Linked DNA regions of Sus scrofa: region 2 is linked to region 1. A link is a contact called in public HiChIP or PLAC-seq data. All regions are on one chromosome and are shown on one strand. The core of a region is the stretch at or near the end of the contact, and the rest is flanking DNA. Distances in the headings are between cores, read along the strand shown.

Region 1 (5,167 bases), core at 1,000-3,499:
TCCCAAAGAATTCTCCCAAATGGTCCAGGGACCAGGAGTGAATCTCTCATTGCCGCAGGCGCCTGGGGACTCAGCTGACTTAAGGCTCATGAGAATTAATATGTAGACAGGCTTCTTTGTCCTGAAGTCCCCGATCAGTCCCCACCTCTCTTCCAGACCACAGAAGTAGTCTGTGCTCAGGGCATCCTGAGCTGTGCCAAGCTCCATTTAAATAAAGTCACTGATTCCACTCTGTGAATTTGGAGGAAGGAAATACTGAAGAAGACTCACTGCCCAACCCAAAGAATGACAGAGACTGTGTCCCTTGACTGAATTGCTTTCATTCCTTCTTCCCATCCTGTTTCCTCCCCACCAAAACATAACTGAAGAACTAACCTGACTTAATAGCACTGAAGAATTACCTGGTACCATTCTATCTGTTCACTTTTTGCATATCTTCCAAGCACCAGCTATGAGATTTACTAATCTTTGCGTCCCTAGAACCTAGAACAGTACTAAGCACAGAGGAAGCAATAACTACTTGTTAAAAGAAATGATTGCAGTAACTACTTGTTAAAGAAAGTCTTGCTTTGTAATTCTAGGGAACTTAACATTTTGTAATTTGCTTCAAAAAAGTGAAAAAGAAAATGCCTTGTGGGGTGTTTCCTTGGGTTTCTCCATTTTAATATTCCTGTGTCTTAACTGATCTCTAGCTACAGTTTGGAGGCCTCTCTTTCACAAGGGCTGCTGCAGGCAGAAGCCCTGAACCTTTCCTCATCTTTTATACGTGGAAACATCTTATTTTCATTTAAAATAAGTAAATAATATGTATACTCAGTAGACAGTTTAGAAATTACACACACACACATATTCCTGCCACTCAGAGAGAACACCTATGATTTATTAAGCTTTCACTTAAACCTATTTTTTTTAATTTTTAAAAATATATAATGATTTTTTTTTCATTATAGCTGGTTTACAGTGTTCTGTCAATTTTCTACTATAAAGCATAGTGACCCAGTTACATATACACGTATGGGTTCTTTTTTCTCACATTATCATGCTCCATCATAAGTGACTAGACACAGTTTCCAGTGCTACAGAGCAGGATCTCATTGCTAATCCATTCCAAAGGCAATAGTCTGTATCTATTAACCAAGTTCCCAATCCATCCCACTCCCTCCCCCTCCCCCTTGGCAATGGACAAGTCTGTTCTCCACATCCATGGTTTTCTTTTCTGTGGAAAGGTTCATTTGTGCTGTGTATTAGATTTCAGATATAAGTGATATCATATGATATTTGTCTTTCTCTTTGACTTACTTCACTTAGAACTAGAGACTCTAGTTTCTTCCATGTTGCTGCAAATGGCATTATTTTGTTCTTTTTTATGGCTGAGTAGTATTCCATTGAGTATATATACCACATCTTTCTAATTCAATAAACCTAGTTTTTGTTTTGTTTTTTTAAGAGCTGCACCTGTGGCATATGAAGCTTCCAGGCTAGGGGCTGAGTCCAAGCTGCAACTATAGGCCTAAACCACAGCCACAGCAACACCAGACCCAGCTGCATCTGCAACCTACCACATAACTTGTGGCAACACACAGATCCTTAACCCACTGAGCTACAAGCAGGGATCAAACCCACATCCTCACTGGGACAACGTCCTTAACCCGCTACACCACAATGGGAACTCCTGAACCCAGTTTTAAAGTACTTGACCTCATTTCCTGAAGACTTATGTTGCAGAATGTTTTTGCAAGCATTTTTCTAACCCAAGGCCCAATTTGAACTGTCTCTCGATTTTGCACTCTGGGCCCTAAGTGGGGAATGAGATACAATTCTGTCAGACTGGGTAAAAATCTGTTAGTCTTGGTAAAAATTCGTCAGTCTGGAAATCTCCTGGTTTGAAATTCAACTCTTGTCATTCGGGGAGAAATCTATTTACTGAAGAAACTCCGTCGGGCTGCAGACTCTTCCTCACCAGCTTAGGGGCTCTCCACAACCCAGCCCTCCAGAACCCTCTACCAGCCCGCCACCCAGCGACGCCTACCGGTCAGCCGAGCGGAAAAAAAAGCCCAGCGTCCCCAGCCCAGCACCGCGGATGCCACGCTGGACGCCCTGGCACCGCCCCCTTCGGGTCCACCGGACCAATAGGCGCTGAGATATGCCTACATCACACGGAGCTGGCCAATCGTGGAGGGCCACGATCCTAGAAAGGCTGGGCGCTGGGGGGGCTGGCCCACTGGGCGGCGGCGGCGCGCACAGGCGTAGACACGCTCCAGCCATGGTGGTGGTGGCAGCTGCGCAGAGCCCGGCCGCCGGGGCCCCCAAAGTACTGCTTCTCTCCGGGAAGCCCGCCGCCGCCGCCGCCGCTGGAGCTCCGGCCGGCCGGGCTCTGCCTATCATGGTGCCGGGCCAGCGAGGGGCCAGCCCGGAGGCGGCAAGCGGGGGGCCGCCCCAGACGCGCAAGAGACAGCGCCTCACGCACCTGAGCCCCGAAGAGAAGGCGTTACGGAGGTGGGCGAGGGTCGGGGCGCGGACCCAGAGGGCTAGGGCCCGAGGTCTGAGAGCCAATCCGAAGGAGAGACAGGGGTTCTGGGCCGGGAGCTGACCTCCCGCCACGGTCGGTCTCTGACGGCCTTTTGGGTGCCAGCGCCAGCGTGGCGCGGGGCGGGGCGAGGGCAGGAAGTCTGGACCGGCCGCTCTACTGCGTTGGGTGGAGTCCAGGGCTGAGCAGGCCTTTTTTATTAAATTCTTTTCTCTCTCATTAGAGATGACCACAGCTGGGTCTGCGAGTACCTGGGTTCTGGGCCCTCTCGCTGTGTGACCACAAATCCGTTGTTAAGCTTCTCTGAATTAGGGCTGTAACATGGAGTCCATTGATTTACCTCCTTTTTGGAGGCGCACGGGTCTGAAATGACAGCTGTTGAAGGGGCTGTGAGCCTTAGAAGGCTCACTAGTCAAACTCAGTCTCTGCGTCCTTAAAATGATATTTGCCTCCTGAGGTCGTTGGGGAAATAGAGAAATATCTAGTACTTAGTCCTCCTTAAATATTAGTTCTTCTATGATCTGTTTGCTTTTTGTGATTTATTAAGTGCTTCTCGAGCCGACCGGCCTCAGCACCAGGGCAAAAATCGCCTCAGCCTTTCACCCGTCTGAGCTGTTTGCTGAGGGAGCGTTTATGTCAGCGGCATTGCAACCCACATTAGATTTAATCAGTCCGGGTTGGATCCTGTTCGAGGGAGTCGGGAAGCAGCAGCAGAGTAGAAAGGGGAGGAGGAGATATCTCATGACGCTGTGTGTCCAGCCTCAGTGCTGTGGCCGGGATAAGACTGAGGTGGATGACGCAATATGGGGGAGAATAAAGCAGGTTTTCAAGCTAGATCCACAGAAGGCTAATTTTTCGGTTTTGTTTCTTTGAAGGGTGAAGTCTGAAGTGTATTTTACCATTAGTCTGCCTTATGCTATAAGTTAAAAATGAAAGCACCAGCTGGCCAGGTTTTCAAATAAAGCTATGAATAAGGTTTAAGATGAGTCAGTGTGGTATCTCTTTCTGTCCTCAGGAAACTGAAAAACAGAGTAGCAGCTCAGACTGCCAGAGACCGAAAGAAAGCTCGAATGAGTGAGCTGGAGCAACAAGTGGTAGATTTGGAAGAAGAGGTAAAAATACTTAAGATCAAATTCTTATCTTTTATCCATTGTGTGTATCTTCCCTTGGTGAATGGTCTCTTATTTGCAATAATGCCTTGAGTTGTTTCATCCCCTTTAGAATACAAGTGGATGTATAATTAAAACTTAAACTAATCTAAGTGAGGGTAGATAGGTAATTGATTAAGTGTGAAGCTTGAGGAGAGCAGAGTAATGGACTCTAGCATTTGGTGCTATATTTAAGAGTTGGTGGATTACATTACATTAGTCTTTTATCAGTTAGTACTAAGTAGTAAAAGCAAATAGGAAATCATTACCTAAACTTGAGACCTTTCCTGTCTTGGCCAAAAGTCCACCAAGGGTTCCTTTCCCCTTTTAGGGTCCATTTGTTACCTAAACTTAAATTGTTGTCAGTTACACATCTTGAATACTAAGGAGTATTTGTGGTATTTTTTTTCTTTTTTAACATTTGTTGATTTTACAGTCCATCACTACCATTTTTATTTCTACCTGCTACTTTGAAACAGGATTTGTGGATTTGACAAATCCTCGCCATATGGAAGTTCCCAGGCTAGGGGTCAAATCAGAGCTGCAGCTGCCAGCCTGCACCACAGCTCACAGCAATGCCAGATCCTTAGCCCACTGGTTGAGGCCAGGGATCAAACTCTTTTCTTCATGGATACTAGTCAGATATGTTACCGCTGAGCCACAACGGAAATTCCCTCAAGATAGGATTTTTAAAAACCAATCATATTTAAATTAAAGCCACAAGTTACCTTTGTTGAGGTCTGTATTAGTAGTCGGGGGTATTGTGTTAAAGGTGACCCCATGAGATGACATTTTTTTTTTTGTTTTTGACAACACCTGTAGCACCCAGGAGTTCCCAGGCCAGGGATCGAACGCATGCCTCAGCTATAACCAGAATCACAGCAGCAACACCCAGTCCCCAACCCACTGAGTTACAAGTGAACTCCAAGATGGTACTTCTTATATAGCTAGATTTGCATCGACCTTCTAATATCTACTGTGAACAACTCACATAAGCATAGAATAGAGTTTTCTGAAAGATCCAGGAGAAGGAAAGGAAATCTATTGTATTAAAACTTTGTCAGTTGTATTTTTTTTTGTGGCCTCATCCACAGCATGTGGAAGTTCCTAGGCCAGGGATTGAACCTGAGCCTCAGCAGTGACAATGTGGATCCTTAACCTGCTGAACCACAGAGGAAACTCCTGCCAGGTGGATTCTTAAGTGAAAGAATTAAATGATTTAATAACCTCTTCTGAACAATTTTGCAGAACCAAAAGCTTTTGCTAGAAAATCAGCTTTTACGAGAGAAAACACATGGCCTTGTAGTTGAGAACCAGGAGTTAAGACAGCGCTTGGGGATGGATGCCTTAGTTACTGAAGAGGAGGCAGAGACCAAGGTAAGTCATGTCCTTTATTAGGTGCCATATATGAGAACTGGTTTTAATTGATGTGTCCTCTTTCTTTAATGGTAATTCATTTTTCAAGAGTGTAGTGAATAGTCCTAAGTCCTAA
Region 2 (5,167 bases), core at 931-3,430, 390 kb before region 1:
GCTGAAGACTACACTAAAAATGCAGAACACAGGCTAGGTTGAAGACAGAGCAGGCTGTGATGGGGGACAGCCTATCCACGGGTCCAGAAGGCAGGCGACAGTCTATTTCTTGCTCTGAATGGTGGTTATTTGGAAGTTTACATTGCAATTCTTCGTTAAAATGGACATATACTTTAGGTACATTTCTACGTATGCTATATGGGAGAGGGAAAAATATCTAACATACCCAAGGTGGTGGCTTTCAGATACTTTAGGGCAGTCACTACCTAAACTGTAGAGATTTAGAGCTTCAGACTACATTCTGAGTTTAAAGTCACTATGAGACAACTCTGGGAGCCAAAATGCTTTACTCTAAGGTCAGAAGCCAAGGGCTCAAAAAACTCTTAAAAGGTCTAACCTAACTCCTTCACTCTGAAGGAAAGGAAACACCCAAGTCTAAGTTACATGACACACACCCCCAGGTCCCCCAGCCAGGGCTACTATTGTTTGTGTCTACCTAAACCACAATTGTAATTCTAATATAGTATGTGGTGGTTACCAGTAAACAATCTGAGCAAATCAGAACAAAAAACTGGCATGTCCAGCCACACACTATTTACTACCCAAACTTTAACAGAGAAGGGAGAGTAGCACTCCATTTACAAAATTCAAACACTGTAGGGAAAAGGAAAGTGTAATGGGCTCTGAGGTATCCATTTCCCACCAGAATGTCTTGGACGTGGTATAATTCAGCGCCCTCTCTTCCAGGAGCACTTTGTACCCTGGCACTAAAAGCCACCATCTAACTACCTGTTTACTACCCACACAACTGGGGAGAGTTCTTAAACGTTCCTTCGCTGGCTGGATTCCGGACCCTTTTCAAATTGAAACTCTGAAGGACCCAGGGCTTTTTCCCATTTCCTTCTTGTCTTTTGCAACTGCCTCAAAGGCCTAGAGTCAGGAGGGGCAAAAATGCCCCACCCTACCAATAACCGCAAGAACCTGCTGCAAACTGCAGGTCCAGTCTAGAGTGTTAAACACCCCGTGCAAGGACCACCCCAGTCATCGTATTCGAGCGAGCTCCCACCCCAGGTTTTCTTCCAGTACGCGCCTCCTTCCTCTCTAGTCAGCGAAATAAACAAGCCCCCCGGCCTAACCTGGGCAAAATAACATGCAGAACGATTACTTAAGCATAATGCACACTCCCACCCAGGCCTTTTGTTTCTCCTAAGTCAGAGGCCAGAAATTTCTTTCAGTGGAGATTTCTGGCCTCACGATCCGAGTTGGCCTTATTACACAACAGATCTCCCTCGGCGTTTGCTGAAACACGGCCCTAGGAAGCCACATAACCGCTTTCTGGAGAGAAAAAAATAAATGGTAAAAAACGAAGCCCGAAAAGGGAGCCGACTTGAGAGGCCGTAAGGTGTGTGGGGGCGGGGGGAAGGGGGGCCCACACTCCGTCTAAAACACAGTCGGACAGAAAAAAGTTCGGCTTCGCGCTGGAACCCGCCGAGGGGGCGACTTGGCGGCACTGGACGCCGCAGCCGACTCGGCTCTAAGGATGACGGGGCCCCCTTTCATAGGTCTGCGCCCCTCGGCTCGCAAATCCGTGAAGCCTTTTCAGCTTATATGCTTTTATTGCCCAAGCTTCTCGGCGAGGCAGAGTCGCCCTCGGGCTTTGGCTGCCTTTCTGAAAATGAGATTGGGGTGGGAAAAGTCAGAGGGGCTGCGGAACTGCAGCTTTCGGAGCCGCCGTTCGGCCCTCTCACCCCCCGTTTCGGGGCTTCGGAGCTTCGGGGCTCCGGGGCTCGAGGCCTGGCCGAGCCCTCCCCCCACCCCCGCGCGGGGCCCCGGAGGCCGCAGGCCCCGCCCACGTGGCGGGCGGCCCAGAGCGCGAGGCCGGACGGCCGCCACACAATGGAGGCCAAGGCTGGCCCAGCGCGCCTCCGCCGCCTCGAGCCCCCCGCGCGCCGGAGGTGCCGGAAGGTTCCAGAACCGGCCTGCTCGGTGGGGGGAGGGGAGCGGAGGAGAGGAGAAAGGCGGCCGTCGAGCTCCTCGGGCCGCGGCGGGTACCTCACACCCTTCCCAACAAATCCACTCAGTCGTTCCGGTCACCCCTAGAGACGAACGGTCCCTAACTTGGGCGTCCCAGCCGCCGCCGGCGCGACCGCGGCTCCACCACACTCACCCGTGGACGCCATTTTCTCTCCTTCCTTCTCGTTCTCTCAACGTCCGTCTCCCTCTCGCTTTCCCTCTAGGCGCCGCACTGCGCAGGCGCGAAACCCGCAACCTCGGGCGCTACCATCGGGCCAGGCCACGGGGGTAGGGGAAGGAGAGATGAACCACAGCTTTCTCGTCCTTCGCTCCCGCTGCTCTAGTCCTAAACCTCTCTAAAGAGCAACGGATGTGACTAGCTGGCCAAAATAGCACCGCAGGGGTGGGAGCGACCGGTGAGCGGATCTTGGTAACAAGTCAGAGTGATTCTCTGGTCGATGCGAGGCTGTTTGGAATGGTTACGTCCGCTGGCTCTAGGGACCGTCTCTGAAGAGTTTGCCTTGGAGGGAAACGGAGGCCGGCGGGAGGGCTGGGGGAAGGGACCCGGGCCTAGAACAACTGCTGACTAATCGGCGGGCGGCGGAGGAGTGGGTGGCGCGCCGACCGGTCGACCAGGGTCACGCGCCCGAGTGCGAGTAGAATGGGCTCGGGGCGCTCGGGCTTCGGCGGGAAGCTGGAGCACCGACTCCCAGCCGAGGGCCCCACCCGGCCTTCTGGGGGCGGGGGGCGCGCTCCGCAGTGAGTACCCCAGACACGTGGCCCGGCCTGCGGGCAAGGGGACCGAGGCGGGTGGGCTGGATGGGAGGCCGCGCACGTAGTGTTCGGCCCGAGGGCCCTCCAGTAACGGTCGAGTTTGAGAAGGAGGCCCTTTAATCACCACCCCCCACCAACACCCGTTTTTACAGAAAGGGAAACTGAGGCCCAAAATATAAAGCCGAGTCCCAGCCACACCGTGGGACCCCCACTTTCCATCACCCGGAAGAATCTTCCCGGTCCTTGTCTTTCCATTTCTGTCTTCCCGGCTTCCCAGTAAGGTAGGCCAGGGCGTGATGATGCACCGTCCCATTTTATAGATGGACAGGCTGAGACCTCGAGCGTTCAAATCCCAGTTCTTTTTGTCCATGGGCAAACCCACTCTTGCTAAAGTACCCAGGGAGAGATGGTTGTGAGCGTGCAGGAGGCAGCTTGCAGTGGGTGCCCTGGCTCCCTGCAAGAGCTGCACCTGCCTGACTTCTTGTATTAAATCCAGTCTCCCTAGACAGATGCCCAGGCCCATCAAAAGGCAGGGCTTATCCAAATCCTTTGGCGGGAACTGGAGCCAAGCTAGTGTCTTTCCTTCAGTGAACACACATAAAGCAAGCTATATGTAAGCTATGAGCACCCTGGGGAACTTGGCCATGAGCAAGAGGAGAAGGTCTCCTCCAGCCAGTTCAGACCTTCTGCCTAGAAAAAAACAGGCCATGTGGTGCTTATTCGGTTGGGTAAGAGCCATGATACGGGGTGGGGGGGGGCAGAGGAGGGAAGGGGACATTTGAGCTGGGCTTCAAAGGGTGAATAGGAGTTCACAGAGAGATGAAGGGAAGGGCTTTGCAGGCAGACATTTTCTGTATTTTTTCTGTAGGAAACTACAGGTGGGTTTCATCTATGAGGAGTGGGTTTTCTTTATTTTTTTTAATGGCTGCACCCGTGGCATATGGAAATTTCCCGGGCTAGGGACCGAATTGGAGCCACAGCTGAGACTGCAGCTGCAGCAATGCCGGATTATTTAACGTGCTGCACCAGGCCAGGGATTGAACCCATGCTTCTGCAATGACCTGAGCCGCTGCAGTCAGATTCTTGACCCACTACACCACAGCCAGAACTCCAAGGGATAGATTTTCTTAATGCCCAGTTTACAGATGAGGAAGGAGAGGTTCCAAACTTGCCCAGGGATCCATAGCAGGAAGAAGTGGAACCTTTCTATGAAAAGGGGGCTAGAGCCAGAGGAGCTGAGCTTGAGGCTCTATTAGTCCAGGGTCATTGTGTGCACTCAGGGTGTGGGATTCCTCCAACCCTTCTGCTCCACCCCCTCCCTAATCTGCCTGCCCTTTGGCTGTCCTTGCCCCCTAGGTCAAGGGCAGCTGAGGCCACTGGGTGCTCTAAGTCTGAGCCCAGTGGAAGGGAGGAGGGAGGAAGGTGGTTGGTCTGCAGCCAGAGGGAAGGGGAAGGCAGAAGAAAGCTGGAGATGGCCCTAAATTTGTCCTGGGGGAGCTCCACCCCTCTTTTTGGGAGCCCAGGGCCCCAGTTTAATTTCCCATTCCCTGCCCCTCCCACTCCAGGCTCTTTTCAGGGCCCATCAGGGCTCAGGTACCTTTTGGCCTGGCCCTTTCTCATCCTCACACATAGGTGGGTAGGATGGTCAGATGGCTAAGCACATGATTAGCCTCTGAGCTCCTCAGTGGCCAAGTTGCTGGAGCCGCCTCTCCAGCCTCAGTTTCTACTTGTGTAAAATGATGCTGTTGGTAGGGTAGCTGAAAGGAAGTCAGATAAAAGCCACAATATAACTGTTATTGTTTTCCTTTACCCATAGCACACAGCCCCAAGACCACCTTTGACCACCTTCAGCCAAGTTATGCATGCCAGAGGCCCACCTGGCCTACCATCTCCGGCGCTGCCTCTCGCTTCCTCCATCCTGATGCTTCTAATAAGCAGCCTGTGGCTGCTGGGGGCTGGCCCCAGCCTTGTCCTGGCCCCAGAGCTGCTGCTGGACCCTTGGCAGGGTGAGGGTCAACCCCATGGGCCTTGGAGGAGGCAGAAGAATTGCTGTAGGGCCTCAGACCAGTTGGCAGGAGCAGCATGCATCCTGCAGCAGTCAAGCAGGGATCGGACCCAGTGCCCCAGGGAAGGTCAGCCTTGGACAGGAGCATACCCAGCTCAACCACAGCCAAGAAGGGAGGCCAGAGAACCCAGGCAGAGGGGCCACCTGGGTGGGAGCCTATGAGTAGGAATCCTTTTCAGACAGCTCCCTTTTTGGTGGTTTTCTGTTGAAATCAACGAAGGCTCTCAGCTAAGCCTGAGAAAGGGAGGAGACCCTAGGGATTTGAGGAGTGACCCCAGTCGAGCCTCTGTTTCCCAAGAATGATAGCTTCCATTT

The links. HiChIP or PLAC-seq counts read pairs in DNA pulled down with a chosen protein or histone mark.
Region 2: an H3K27ac HiChIP or PLAC-seq map of alveolar macrophages shows a contact between it and region 1. The contact joins the promoter of EWSR1 here to the promoter of XBP1 in region 1. A contact is called at or near these places in 2 of 47 Hi-C or Micro-C datasets (embryonic fibroblasts and liver) and 1 of 2 datasets of contacts at active chromatin or transcription factors (alveolar macrophages).

The regions. Positions count from the first base shown.
Region 1 is chr14:46,013,608-46,018,774 of Sscrofa11.1, reverse strand. XBP1 (X-box binding protein 1) reads left to right here and starts at 2,249. Exons shown (of 6, transcript NM_001271738.1): 1 at 2,249-2,496; 2 at 3,543-3,639; 3 at 4,924-5,052. The coding sequence starts at 2,264.
Region 2 is chr14:46,405,736-46,410,902 of Sscrofa11.1, reverse strand. It overlaps EWSR1 (EWS RNA binding protein 1), which reads right to left and starts at 2,180. Exons shown (of 17, transcript NM_001252048.1): 1 at 2,168-2,180. The coding sequence starts at 2,180. RHBDD3 (rhomboid domain-containing protein 3) reads left to right here. Exons shown (of 7, transcript XM_005657361.2): 1 at 1-2,048; 2 at 2,940-3,068; 3 at 4,604-4,919. The coding sequence starts at 4,646.